Regions from separate parts of the Delphinus delphis genome. Here region 1 is linked to region 2. The links are chromatin contacts, called in public Hi-C maps. All regions are on one chromosome and are shown on one strand. The core of a region is the stretch at or near the end of the contact, and the rest is flanking DNA. Distances in the headings are between cores, read along the strand shown. Region 1 holds the start of LUZP1 (leucine zipper protein 1). Region 2 holds the start of TEX46 (testis expressed 46).

Evidence for each region. A called contact is a pair of places that touch in the nucleus more often than the background predicts.
Region 1: a contact with region 2 is called in a Hi-C map of muscle, with 4 times the contacts expected there. The contact joins the promoter of LUZP1 here to the promoter of TEX46 in region 2. A contact is called at or near these places in 2 of 3 Hi-C or Micro-C datasets (lung and muscle).

The regions. Positions count from the first base shown.
Region 1 is chr1:17,826,654-17,833,509 of mDelDel1.2, forward strand. It overlaps LUZP1 (leucine zipper protein 1), which reads right to left and starts at 4,547. Exons shown (of 5, transcript XM_060015818.1): 1 at 4,523-4,547. It overlaps LOC132414720 (a long non-coding RNA gene), which reads right to left. Exons shown (of 3, transcript XR_009517020.1): 3 at 6,196-6,475.
Region 2 is chr1:17,677,775-17,684,156 of mDelDel1.2, forward strand. It overlaps TEX46 (testis expressed 46), which reads right to left and starts at 2,312. Exons shown (of 2, transcript XM_059998799.1): 1 at 2,121-2,312; 2 at 433-630. The coding sequence starts at 2,312. The coding sequence ends at 433. KDM1A (lysine demethylase 1A) reads left to right here and starts at 6,286. Exons shown (of 20, transcript XM_060015794.1): 1 at 6,286-6,382.

The DNA.
Region 1 (6,856 bases), core at 3,297-5,796, 150 kb after region 2:
CATGTTTATAAAGAATAAATGCTGGGTCTAGAAAGGGAGTTATACAATAAAGGATGAGCTATAAATTCCTTTGAATGTGAGACGGTATCTCTAGAAATTAAAAAAGGAATAGATGAAAACAGCAATGCCTAAAAAGGTGAGCCATGCTCGTTATCTTTTAGCTTATATTTTAATATGGCATTTTCAAGCTCTTCCCTTGCCACCCCAACTCCAATACAGCAGTGTAATGAAACACAAAGATCCTAAACTTGAGCATCAATCACATCTGAGCTGAAACCAATGGTCTGCCCCTCACAGCTCCAACAGTAACTGCTCTGAGCCCAGCTCCCTCATGTATAAAGAGGATAATGACTACCTCATAGTTGTTATTTTCTCTCTATCACCACCCAAAATGTTGAATTGGTAGACTGGTATTTTAATTTAATTATCATTTCCTAATGGTATATGGAGGGCCAATGGTTGATGAGTTTCCATTCTCAAGATTCATAAGTGGGAGAAGAGGATTATCTAAGAGTCAACAATAAAAATAGAATGAATAAAGAAAAACGAGAAAGGGACTTCCCTGGCAGTCCAGTGGTTAAGACTCTGAGCTTCTATTGCAGGGGGCACAGGTTTTGGTCCCTGATGGGGGAACTAAGATCCTGCATGCCGCGTGGCACGGCGAAAAAAAAAAGAAAAAAAAAAAGAAAAGAAAAGAAAAACAAGGAGTCAAAGATAAAACTAGGGCTTCTTCTAGCAGGTCAGATACAGTAGTTTCAAGCATTTTCTAAGACAGGGACTTGAGCTGAAGCAGACTGGGACAGGTTCAGTGACTTCAGAAATTATGAGAAGGAAAAAATAATCTATGTTTTCCCAGCAAGACACAATTCCTACCTAATGTATTCTCTTTGTGGAATATTAGCTAAAACAAGTTAGAGATTAACACTAAGGATATTCTGTCATAGGTGGAAGGGCAAAGCCTTTAACCATTTTATAGCATCCCCACCCTTAAGAATTATTTGAACAACCATATTGTGTAAAGCACTTCTTAAGTATAGCCAAAGATGTTAAGTTTTTTTTTGTTTTTTTTCGGTATGCGGGCCTCTCACTGTTGTGGCCTCTCCCGTGGCGGAGCACAGGCTCCAGGCGCGCATGCTCAGCGGCCATGGCTCACGGGCCCAGCCGCTCCGCGGCATGTGGGATCCTCCCGGACCGGGGCACGAACGCATGTCCCCTGCATCGGCAGGCGGACTCTCAACCACTGCGCCACCAGGGAAGCCCCAAAGATGTTAAGTTTTATATTACAAGAGATAATATTTCAAAAAAGAAACAAAAGTAGAAATTCAAGTTGTTAATAAATCTTTGGGTAATTTTTTATTTTCCCCACAGTGTATCCCCTATCCTAAAAAGTAATGAAAACCCGGTTCCTCACGAATTTATCTTTCTGCTGATCTGACAAGTGTCCTCATCTCTACCTCTCTTACTCTTCTCATGCACCTCACCATTAGATACCTAAGGTTTCCCTGTTTCCTACAAAGTTGGCACACTGACTCTCTAGTATTCACTCTGATCTCACCAGTATTGATTCTGAACATAGAAACTTCACAGCATTCCCAACGATCACTCTGCTAACCAACACCTAAGAGATAACACACAGTTTAAACAAATGAGGGCAGTTGTGATCACATAACTGTATGCATTTGTCAAACCTCATTAAACTGTACACTTCAGGTTGGTGAATCTTATCGTATGTAAATTATACCTCAATAAAGCTGATTTTTTTAAAGAGAATGCATGCATTCATTCATCCAGCAATATTTACTGAGCATCTATCATGTGCATCAAAGTTTATACCAAATCTTTCAGCTTGACTACTTGGGTCCTACCTGTATGAAATGTGTGTGCTCTACTCATAAACTAACACTGTCCCAAAAAGCCATGTTCCATGAAAAATGGTTCCATTTCTGATTATGAATGTCTCCTTAATGATGCCCTCTACAGCAGAAGGACCATTAGCTATCCGTCATCTTCCATTACATAAATGAATTCTATGCTCTTTATTGTAATACAAATGCTTCCATCATAAGAAAAAAATTAAGCACCTAAGCATACAGAACATACCTCTACCACAGCCTTATATGTCTGTCTTTCTATCAAAAAAATTAGAATATATCAAAAGCTTACTGATAACATTGCTGGAAGAAAAGGTAATATTATTGGGGAACAGACTTAATTGACTCATTTTAGCAACCATAGTGACCCAGTGGCTGAGTCAAAGGCCTGGAAACTAGGCCTCCTGGCTCCCAACCCAATATGCAGAGTGGATCTTAGAAACAGACTTCGGTTTGAATTCCAGCTCCACTTCTTACTAGTTGTATGCATACACTTAGGAAAGTCACCCTCAGTTTGCTCATCTGTGAAACAGGGATGCCAACTACCACCTCACAGCATTGTTGTGAAGACTATATGAGATCTATACCATGTAGCACAATTACTGGGCACAGAGTAGGCAACTCAACAATATTAGTTCCCTTTCTTGGTCTTAAATTATTTATTTAAGAGTAAGAAAATATCTATTAATCAAGGCTAATTCACAATCCCTATTAGTAATCACAGGACAACAATGAACCTGGATTTGCTCCTTGTTCATCACTCTAGATCAACTCCCTTCCCATCCCACCGTTTCCAGTTTTTCAAACTTCAGTTACTATGTTTAGAAGTGATTTAATTTTAGAAACCTGGAAAATTCTTCTGAGTAAATTGAGCAAAACCTTCATCTGCCCCAAGGGGAATTCTGAGCAAAACAATTATTTCTAACAAGAAAAGAATTTTTTTCTATGGGGGTTATTCAATTTAACCACATGAATGCCGCCAAAGCTGCACGCAAAGTAACAGAAAGCCGTCTGGAACACACCGTACAGATTCTCCGAAGGGAAACATCCCCCTAAAATCCAAACACCTCCCTCCCTAACCTTAGGTAGTAAAATCTTAATAGGTGATCTGAATTCCCCAGGCTCTGACACCAGTCCAACTCCTTAGGCCAGAACTGCAGCAGTCCGTAAAACGCCCTGAACAAACCCCACCTCTCAAAATACCCCCAAAAAGGCAGGCAGGTCCAGAGAGTATTTTCTCCTTAATGGACAGATTAAACACTAGAAGCACAATTCCTTTCCCAAGGTCATCCAAGTCAGTGAAGGTGCGACGGTGAATCTGCAGTCTCTCGGGCTTTACGGAGATCACACTGCAGGGATTTTTTTTTTTTTTTTGAAGTGGGGGCTGCCTATTCTCTTCCCCTCTCCCACCCTCAAGTGTGAGCACTGGTCTCGGCATTTCCGAAACAAGCCACAACAAGCTCTGCAGTGTTAGGAAAGGGACTGACGCGACGAAGAAACAGATGCTCCAAAGCAAGATGGTCTTTCTCGGCTCGCAGAGCCTTCTCCAAGGTTATTAACAGAAACCGCAGGCACCCCAGGGAGCTCTACAGCGGGCTCCGAACCCCCAGCCCGGCCGCTCCGGGACGCCGGGTTCCCTTCAGCAGCCCTCGCAGCCCGAGGCCACCGGCCCCAGAAACCGCACTTCATTCCAGCGCTCCGGGAAGCCATGGCTCTTTCCCCGCCCGGGCAAGGGTGGGGGCGCGCAGGGAGGCGGGCCGCTCGCGCTGCGGAAAGTTCACCGCGGCTGCGGGCGGGGGCGGCCCCGGCCCGGCTCGCCCGCGTCCCCCAGCAGATTCCACCATTAATTAGTCCTAAGGACTGTCTACTGGCAACTTAAACAAAGCGAATGCCTCGAATTCCTTCCCGGCCCAGCGGTCTGGCTGCGAGACCAGCATCGGCCGGGACACGGGCTGGCGCTGCGGGCGGACAGCTGCGGCGGCCGCGGCGGGACCCCCTCCTCGCCCATCCCGCGTCCCCGCCACCGGGCCCCGCAGCCCGGCCCGCACGCCAGCCTGAGCGCTCCCAAACCTCCCTCCTCCTCCTCCTTCTCCACCTCTCCTCCTCCTCCTCGGGAGCTCCCGGGCTCTTCCTGTAAGATCACTTCCTTCCTCCCCGGGTGCCCACGGGCCCCGCGCAGCCCCCTCCCCGGCGTCCCGGCCCCCCGCCCGGCCGCACCGCTCCCCGCCCCCACCGGGCCCCGCGCGCCTCCCCACCCCCCAACTCCCAAACTCGACCCTAAAACTCTCCTCTGCTCAGCTCTTGGCCTCTAACATTTCTCCTCAGGTTCTCGCTCCCACCAAGAAGTCTCTCAAAACCTTCCCTCCCCCTTCAAAGGAAAAATCTCCAACTCCAAAAGAATTCTCAAGGTCTCTCTCCAAAGATCTCCCTTTCCGAGCTCCTTCTCCGAAATTCCGCTCAAACTCTACCCCCACCTCAACTCCACAACCCCCCAGCCCTCGCCGGGGTGCGCCCGCCGGTTCTGCCCGGTCACCACTGGGTACCCCGACCCCTTGGCGGGGCAGGCCTCCTCCTCCGGGCGCCCTCCTCTCTCCGCCCGCCCGCCCGGCCTCCCGCGCCGCGCTCCCGCCACCTCCCCACAGACTCCTCACCTCGGCGGCTACGGCCCGCGCTCCCGCCCGCCAAGGGCTCCGGCGCTCGGCTCCCGGCGGCCGGCGCCTCCTCCGGCTCCCAAGACTGACAATGAGGGGCGGAGCCAGAAGGTGACGTCAGCGTCCTGGAAGGCGGGGTCTTTGTGGGGGCGGAGCTGATAGACGGTCCCTCCCCCTTTGTCTTCTCCCCCTTCCCGGGACTTGGACTTTTCCAAGTTTTTATCGCCTAATTAGCTAGGTGCCCAGGTCCTGTGCTACGCGCGGTGGAAAATCGAAATGGAAGACAAGACGTCCTGCTTTCAAAAGGGGCACCCTCAGGGGATTGTGGGATTAAATGAGATAATCCATGTAAAGGTATTTAGCCCAAGGTCTAGTATGGAGTAATCTCTCAAAAAATACTATTTCTATTACTCAGCAAAGTGTGGAAAAGGAACTCAGCTTGAACTCAGGAGGCATGGGTTCCAGTCTCCAGCTCTGCTATTAATTCCATGTGTGATCCTAGATAAGTCCTTTGCCATCTATGTTCCCTCCTTTTGCCTTCTTTAAAATGGGAAGGGGCAATGACCAGATGATTTCAAAGGGCCCACCAATAATTCTATGACATTTTCCTGTGGACCTACTATGTGCAAGGTACCTAGAGCCCAGAGAAGGGAGAGGGGTCCTTTGAAGACAGCCTAAGACCCAGATCCAGCATGGTACAGAACACAGCTCTAGACACTCTCCCCTCAGATGCCCTCCCACATACTGACACAGGGTTGCATTCACAAGCCCAGACCCAGATGCACTGAGGGCTGCTTCCTCTTTGACTGCAGCAGCATAGCTGGTCTCTTGAGATATCTCTTGTGTAAGCTCCTTATTGCCTATGGAATAAAGGCCAAATGCCTGGCCTGGTGTGATCTCTTCCTACCTTTACACACACACACACACACACACACACAAAGTTTATCCAAACTTCCCCTAGCACACCCACTGCTTTCCCACATCTGCGCATTGCTCATGCTCTTCCCTTGCTGTCTCTTCTCAGTTTACAACTCTTCCTAGTTTCTCCCAGCCAGAAGCTGACTCTCCCTACTCTCCCTACCCTTATCTTTTTTTTTTTTTTTTTTTGCGGTACGCGGGCCTCTCACTGTTGTGGCCTCTCCCGCTGCGGAGCACAGCCTCCGGACGCGCAGGCTCAGCGGCCATGGCTCACGAGCCCAGCCGCTCCGCGGCATGTGGGATCTTCCCGGGCCAAGGCACGAACCCGTGTCCCCTGCATCGGCAGGCAGACTCTCAACCACTGCGCCACCAGGGAAGCCCTCCCTACTCTTAATACCCATGGCATTGTGTTAACTCTCATGTGGGCATGAACACATTTTAACTTGTGTCAAACTGACCTCCCCTTTGTTTCTTAGCACTTCCTTACTTCCTTGAGGTCAGAGCCCACACATGTTTGTGGAGCTCAGGTTCTGATGCCAGAAAACCCTGGGATTATATACCCGTGTTCTGGCCCGTACTAGCTCTCTTTGAGCCTCATTCTCCTCATCTGTAAAATGAGCATATTAATACAGTCCTTGTGGTGTTCGGTTTAAAATTATATAAGACACTGTGTGGAAAGCACCAGGCACAGTTTTCCACAATGTACCTGTCATTCTTATTTTCATTCTTTTTTTTTAAATTTTATTTATTTATTTATTTTTGGCTGTGTTGGGTCTTCGTTGCTGGGCGCGGGCTTTCTCTAGTTGCAGCGAGCAGGGGCTACTCTTCCTTGTGGCACGCAGGCTTCTCATTGCGGTGGCTTCTCTTGCCGCGGAGCAAGGGCTCTAGGCGCATGGGCTTCAGTAGTCGTGGCATGTGGGCTCAGTAGTTGTGGCTCACGGGCTCTAGAGCGCAGGCTCAGTAGTTGTGGCACACAGGCTTAGTTGCTCCACGGCATGTGGGAACTTCCCGGACCAGGGCGTGAACCCATGTCCCCTACATTGGCAGGCGGATTCTTAACCACTGAGCCACCAGGGAAGCCCTTCATTCTTATTATTATTATCATCAATATTATTTCTAGTTCCTAACACCAGATAGCATCCCTAGTGATAATCCATCTAATCATTTCATAGTGGAAGACTGAGGTGCTGAGAGAGGAAGAGGTTCACTGAAAGGGGCCCTGCAGAACATGGCCACTGGAATAGAAACTGCAGTTTTTAGACCCCAGGTGGATTCTGCAGAGTCACAGCTGATACCCCAGAGTGTCTCTGTCACTCAGCACCCGTCCAGGCTGGGGACACCTTCAAGTTCTCATCCTTTGCAGCAGAGCTGACCCGGTTCTCCCTTGTGCCTCTCTCCTCTCGTTTTCCTTACAGA
Region 2 (6,382 bases), core at 1,062-3,561:
TGGCTTTTATTCTGTCAATCACGGCAAGGCGTTGGCTCAAGAATAGGCAATGATCATGCTCAGAGCTGTGCTTGGCAGGGCTTGTTTGTGGCCTCTGAGTGCAGGGGGAGGGGGAGACTGGAGGCTGGGACAGCACTGGGGAGGCTGTTGAAAGACTCAAGGTGAACAGGTAGAGGGCCCTGGACCAGGGTCAAGGTGGTCCAACTGAAAGAGAGGAAGGGCTGGGTTCAAGAGCTCCCATCAGGTTGTGTCATAGGGTGCTATGTGGCTGACCTGGTGAGCACAAACTTCTTTTCAAGAGGCGATGAATTTCAGCCTCTAATCCTCCTCTCCAGTGTGATTTACTAAGAAAATTCAATGGTCTCTGACTGGGCTTTACTGAGGAAAGGTAACAACAGAAGAGGCTAGCCCACCACAGTCTCTGGGACCTCGTTAGGGGGGATTGGAAGTGCAGTCAGAGATGATGGAGAACATAGATTCCCGTCTCCTCATTCTGTGTTTCCCCGCTGGAAAAGTCCACCGTCGGCTTGACCGCTTGTGGTGAGTCATTCTATTCCATACAATGCACATCTGATTTTCTAAGACCTTCAGCTTCATTTCACTGAACATAAGCCGTTCAAGGATCTTGTCCTGGAGGGCAAAGCAGGTGTGCAGCCTCTCCACTTCTTTTGTATTCAGGCAGTTGCTCTTGGGTTTGGCCTCACAAGTCTTTGTCTTCTCTTCCTAAACTCCCCATCACCACGAAAAGAGGAAAAGTTGGTTAATAGTGATAATCCTTTCCCATGCCAGTTGAGTTACAATCATCTCAATCAATTTCACGACCAGCATCTAAGGAGATCCTCTTTGCCACATCTTGTGGGTGAGAGAATGGGGCCCAGTGAGGGAAGGTCCCTTTCTCAGCATCACCCAGCCTGCATGAAAGTCCCCAAACTCCCAGGATCCAGAGCTGCCTTTGGTTCACAGGAATAAGTGAAACGGCCGGCTAATCTGCACCCACGGAGGACTTAAAACCCTTAACCCAAATATATGTGTCTCCAGAGCTTGTGCTTTTCTCAACATGCCTCTTTGAGAGTTTAGTCAGGCCTCATAAAATCTCCAAGTCTCAGTGGTCTCATGAAATGCTCTTATCTCTGTCATCTTTATCTGCTCCCTCCCCCACCACTGCATGCAGTTGGTAAGGACACAATTTTTTTTTTTTTTTAGGATTCAGCTACAAATTCCTAGTCTTTAAAACCATTTAAGAATTAAATATTTCGGACATGCAAAAAAAGTAAATATTACAACAAATACCCATGATCCCTAAAATATCACAACGGTAACTGAAGTCCTCTGTGGATTCTGCTCCTAGAGTGTTCCCCTCCCTCCCTGAACCTTATCTCAACTGCAATCCTGAATGTGGTATTTATTTTTTCCATGCATTTCTTTACACCACTTTACACCAGTTCTCAGTGGGAGGCTATTTTGCCCTCCCCTGGGGACATTTGGCAATGTCTGGAGAAATATTTGGTTGCCACAAGAGGCGTGAGGAGTGCTACTGGCATCTTGTGGGTAGAGGCTAGGGATGCTGCCAAAAATTCAGCATTGCACAGGAGAGTCTCTCATCACAAAGACTTATCCAGCCCCAAATGTCAATCGTGCAGAGGCTGAGAAATCCTGCCTTAATGTACTTTCACTATACATAGGCATCCATAAACTAGGCAGGATATTGTTTTGCATGTTTTTTAACTTTACATAAAAGACGTCATAATCTAGGTACATTTCTGCTGTCTTCATTATTCAGTTTTAGAGATTTATCTACGTTATACATGTTTTTAAATTTATCCATTTTAATTTTTCCCACTTTAAAGCAGTTGTTACTGTTGTCAAAGCATGTTGTCATCAAACATGAAGTACAAGAGTCTGGGATGGGCCCTATTCTTCAGCTGAGGCAACTGAAACTTTGTGAAGGAAGTGCTTTGTCCTCTATCACCCAAGAGGGAGCTGCAGAGCAAGGTCTTAGACCAGAGTCGGATTCCTTCGTCTTGCTGCATTGTCCTGACACCTTCTCTGTCTTCCCACCCCCCAGTCTGGCTGCGACTATCCCATCACTCTCAGCTGAAGCTAAGGTCCCTCTTGCTCACCTGCTGGGGCTCTGGGGGCGTGGGCTTGAGTTCGTACTTGACCAGCCAGTTGCTAAGCAACAGCAGAAGTAATAGGAACCCAAACAAGGCTGGCTTATAGCTGATCAGCCAAGCCATCAGTGCTCCTATGGTGCCTGAGGAAGCAAATGTCCCATGGAGATTCCTAAAAAGAGACATTAGCTCCCCCAGCATTATGGCTTGGAAGCACCCAGGCCCCAAGGCCCTGCCTGTCTCCCATCTGGGACAGTTGCCCTCCATGACAGGAGTCATGGCTGCCCCCTCCTCTGAGTCATAACCGGCCCCCACCCCCAGCTGCCGCATAACAATAATACTGACTACTCCTAGGTCTTAAGCAGCCACTATGTGCCAGACTTTGACAGGCAGTTCACAAGCATCATCTCATGACATCCTCACAACAGCCAAATGATGTAGGCTTTCATGATACCTCAGTCATTCAACAGTACTTCTGGGCCTAGTCGCTGGGGATCAACTGGCCAGCAGTACAGAGCCTCTACCCTTGTAGAGAGGGAGACAGCGAAGAAAAATTATCCAAAACTTGGAAATAAGGCAAGAAGATTTCTGCAAGCTCGTTCACAGTCATATTAGGATATTGGCTAACTGGCCCACTTGTTTGTCACCTGATGCTTTAGGGGAAGGAAATTTTATTGGGTTTAATATTTAATATTGATTAGGGTCCTGACTCTGTAAAGTCAGATGGAAAAGTTGCTCCACCAATTTCACTTGGGTATATCCCAAAAATTGAAAGCAGGGTCTTGAAGAGATATTTGTACACCCACGTTCATAGCAGTATTATTCACAATAGCCAAAAGGTGGAAGCAACCCCAAAATCCATCAGCAGATAAATGGATAAGCGAAATGTTGTATATACATACAGTGGGATTAGCCTTAAAAAGGAAGGAAATTCTGACACGTTACAACATGGATGAACTTTGACGACATTATGCTAAGTGAAATAAGCAAAAAGCAAAAGCTATTTGATTCACTTATATGAGCTATCTAGTGCGGTCAAATTTATAGAGACAGAAAGTAGAATGGTGGTTGGCAGGGGCTGGGAGCAGAGGGGAATGATGAGTTGTCGTCTAGTGGGTACAGAGTTTTACAAGATGAAAAGGGTTCTTCAGATTCTTTGCAGAACCATGTAAGCGGATTCTTTGCAGAACCATGTGAACGGACTTAACACTAGTGAACTGTACACTTAAAAATGGTTAAGATGGTAAATTTTATGCTATATGTATTTTACTACAATTTAAAAAATTAATTTACAGTGAATTAAATTAAAAATTTTTAATGAATTAGTTACTTCTGGGAAAAAAAATGGATAAGTTGCAAATGATTTTTGTTTCCAAATAGATGCAAATGAATTCTGTCTGACAGAAAAGATAACCTCAAAGTTTACAGTTTTATGGCCTTGTAGGACATTATTTTTTTTCTTATTCAACTTTGCAGTCTTATTCCAGCATTCTGTGTTCCACTGACCAGTGACTATATTATGTTTCTCATATTTTCCTTTGACCCATCTTTATCCTCCTGCTGTTCTCTCAAAAACGAGTTAAGGGACTTCCTTGGTAGTGCAGTAGTTAAGAATCCACCTGCCAATGCAGGGGACGCAGGTTCGATCCCTGGTCCAGGAAGATCCCACAAGCCATGGAGCAACTAAGCCCGTGCTCCACAACTACTGAGCCTGCGCTCTAGAGCCCACAAGCCACAACTACTGAGCCCACATGCCACAACTGCTGAAGCCCGGGTGCCTGGAGCCCGTGCTCTGCAAGAGAGGCCACCGCAATGAAGAGTAGCCCCTGCGCTACAACTAGAGAAAGCCCGTGTGCAGCAACAACACTCAACGCAGCCAAAAATAAATAAATTAATTTTTTAAAAAAGTTAAAAAAACAAAGAATGAATTAAATAAATCTTTGACATGTGCTCACTATTTTGTATGGGAGTTCTTTATGTTCAAATGTAAATTTTAATGATTATGTTATTCTAATATATTCAATTAGTTGTCACTTGTTGGGTCTTAGGGACCTGAGATAACACTTTTTTAAAAAAATAAATTTATTTATCTATTTACTTTTGGCTGCCTTGGGTCTTCGTTGCTGCATGAGGGCTTTCTTTTTAGTGGTAGCGAGCGGAGGCGGCTACTCTTCGTTGCAGTGCACAGGCCTCTCCTTAAGGTGGCTTCTCTTGTTGCAGAGCACAGGCTCTAGGCGCGCGGGCTTCAGTAGTTGTGGCACATGGGCTCAGTAGTTGTGGCTCGCGAGTTCTAGAGTGCAAGCTCAGTAGTTGTGGCACACGGGCTTAGTTGCTCTGCGGCATGTGGTATCTTCCCAGACCAGGGTTTGAACCCATGTGCCCTGCATTGGCAGGTGGATTCTTAACCACTGCACCACCAGGGAAGCCCAACACTTTAAAGTTAAATCTTTCTACACATACTTAAACATTTCCCTAGAATGTTTTCCTGAAAGTGGAATTGTTGGGTCAAAGGATATGCATATTTTTAAAATCTAATTTTAAATTTTATCAAACTACTAAACATGCAAGCCAGTCAGATAGAACTACAGGGTTTAAAACAAACAAGTTTCCATCTCTTATCTCATCCCTTCCCACCCTCACATTCTACGACTCAAACAACCAATTTCAACTCTTCTAGCTATTCCTCCTGGTGTTTATCTTGATATATCTGAGTAGTATGCTTATACTGTTATTTCTGAATTTCTCAATTTTGAAATTATATACTATCTTTTCATGATGGAATCTGGGTATTTAGCTCCTATGTAGAACCGCCTCCATTCCCACTTTGTCCCCTCTTCTGTAAACCCCTCTCACCCCTCTCCTCCACAAAGTTTCTCTTTCCTCCATTCTCCCCATATAATTCTATCCCTTTGGTTAAAACAATATTCATTGCTTATGTTATTATAGACCTGTCAGTGTAGTTCACAGCTGAACCATGTGTTGTATTATGATTACACTTTCTTTCTGGCATAGCTTTTAGTTTTCCTGAACTTAATTGTCTCTTTTTTTCTGTTAGCTTAGTTTAAAAAAAAAAATTCAACTTCTTTGATGTAAAATCGACATAAAATAAAATACACCTATTTTACGTGTGTAGTTCAATGAGTTTTGACTAATGTATACACGCCCCAGTCAAGATAGAAAACATTTCCATCACCCCCAGCAAGTCCTTTCCAGCTCTCTTGAAGTCAACCCCCACCCTCATCCCAGGCAACCACTGATTGGATTCTATCACTAGAGATTAGTTTTACCAGTTCTTGAACTTCACGTATAAATGGAAGTATTTTTTGAGAATTATACTTTGAAGACACAAACTTGTAAAAAAGCGATTACAGCTCTGTGTCCTAGAGGAAATAAGCTTGAAGAACACAAGGCCTGTTCCAGTGTTGGGTCAGTGAAGGATTCCTGGAGGTATTAAAAGAATAAACCGCCACCACCATCAGCGACATTAGAAAGAATTAACCTGGAGTGGAAAGCCGTCATGTATGTGGGGATGGGAGCATAGGAGTGGGAAGAGGTGCGAGTGAGGAAGTGCAAATGGGGAGGGGGTCCAGACAGAAGACAGAGCATGAACAAAGCCCCGGAGGCAATGGCAATCCCGTTTGGACTCATATCTGGATTTCCTAACTTTTGTCCATTTTATTACCTCGAAACTCATTTGCTCTCCAAGATTTCCCCAGTCGAAGCACGACAATTATGAATAGTAAATACGATGATCTACTAGTTACATATCAGTGTTTTCCCCTGTAAGCTCTTTGAGAGCAAGAACTTCATAATTAAACCTTTGTCACGTAGTAAGCATTAATAAATATTGGTTGACCTGACGAATGAGTAGGTGAATGAATGAATGAGTGAATGAACGAATGAATTTATGAATACACGCAAGTCCCAGGAGGAAATGGTTGCTCTCGGAGGTAGAGTCTGGCCCAGAAGCCCTAGAATGGGGACCGTGCTGGGACCGACCCCGACGGCTAAGGAGACGCTCTAGGAAAGCTTCGTGCAATTTGCCATGGCGCCGCTCTAGCCTCGAGGACGCCGCTCTATGGCAGCGGGGAGGGCGGGGCCGTGGGCGTCTCGGGCTTTATTGTTCTGGCGCGGCGGGAGCGCGCGGAGCGCGCTTAGCGCGTGCATACGCGGCGGCGGTTGGCAGCGCGCGGACTGTGTGAAGTGAAGCGAGGCGACTCCGGACTCACGGACCGACAGACCGAGCGGCCCTTACGGCCGTCCGCAGCCAG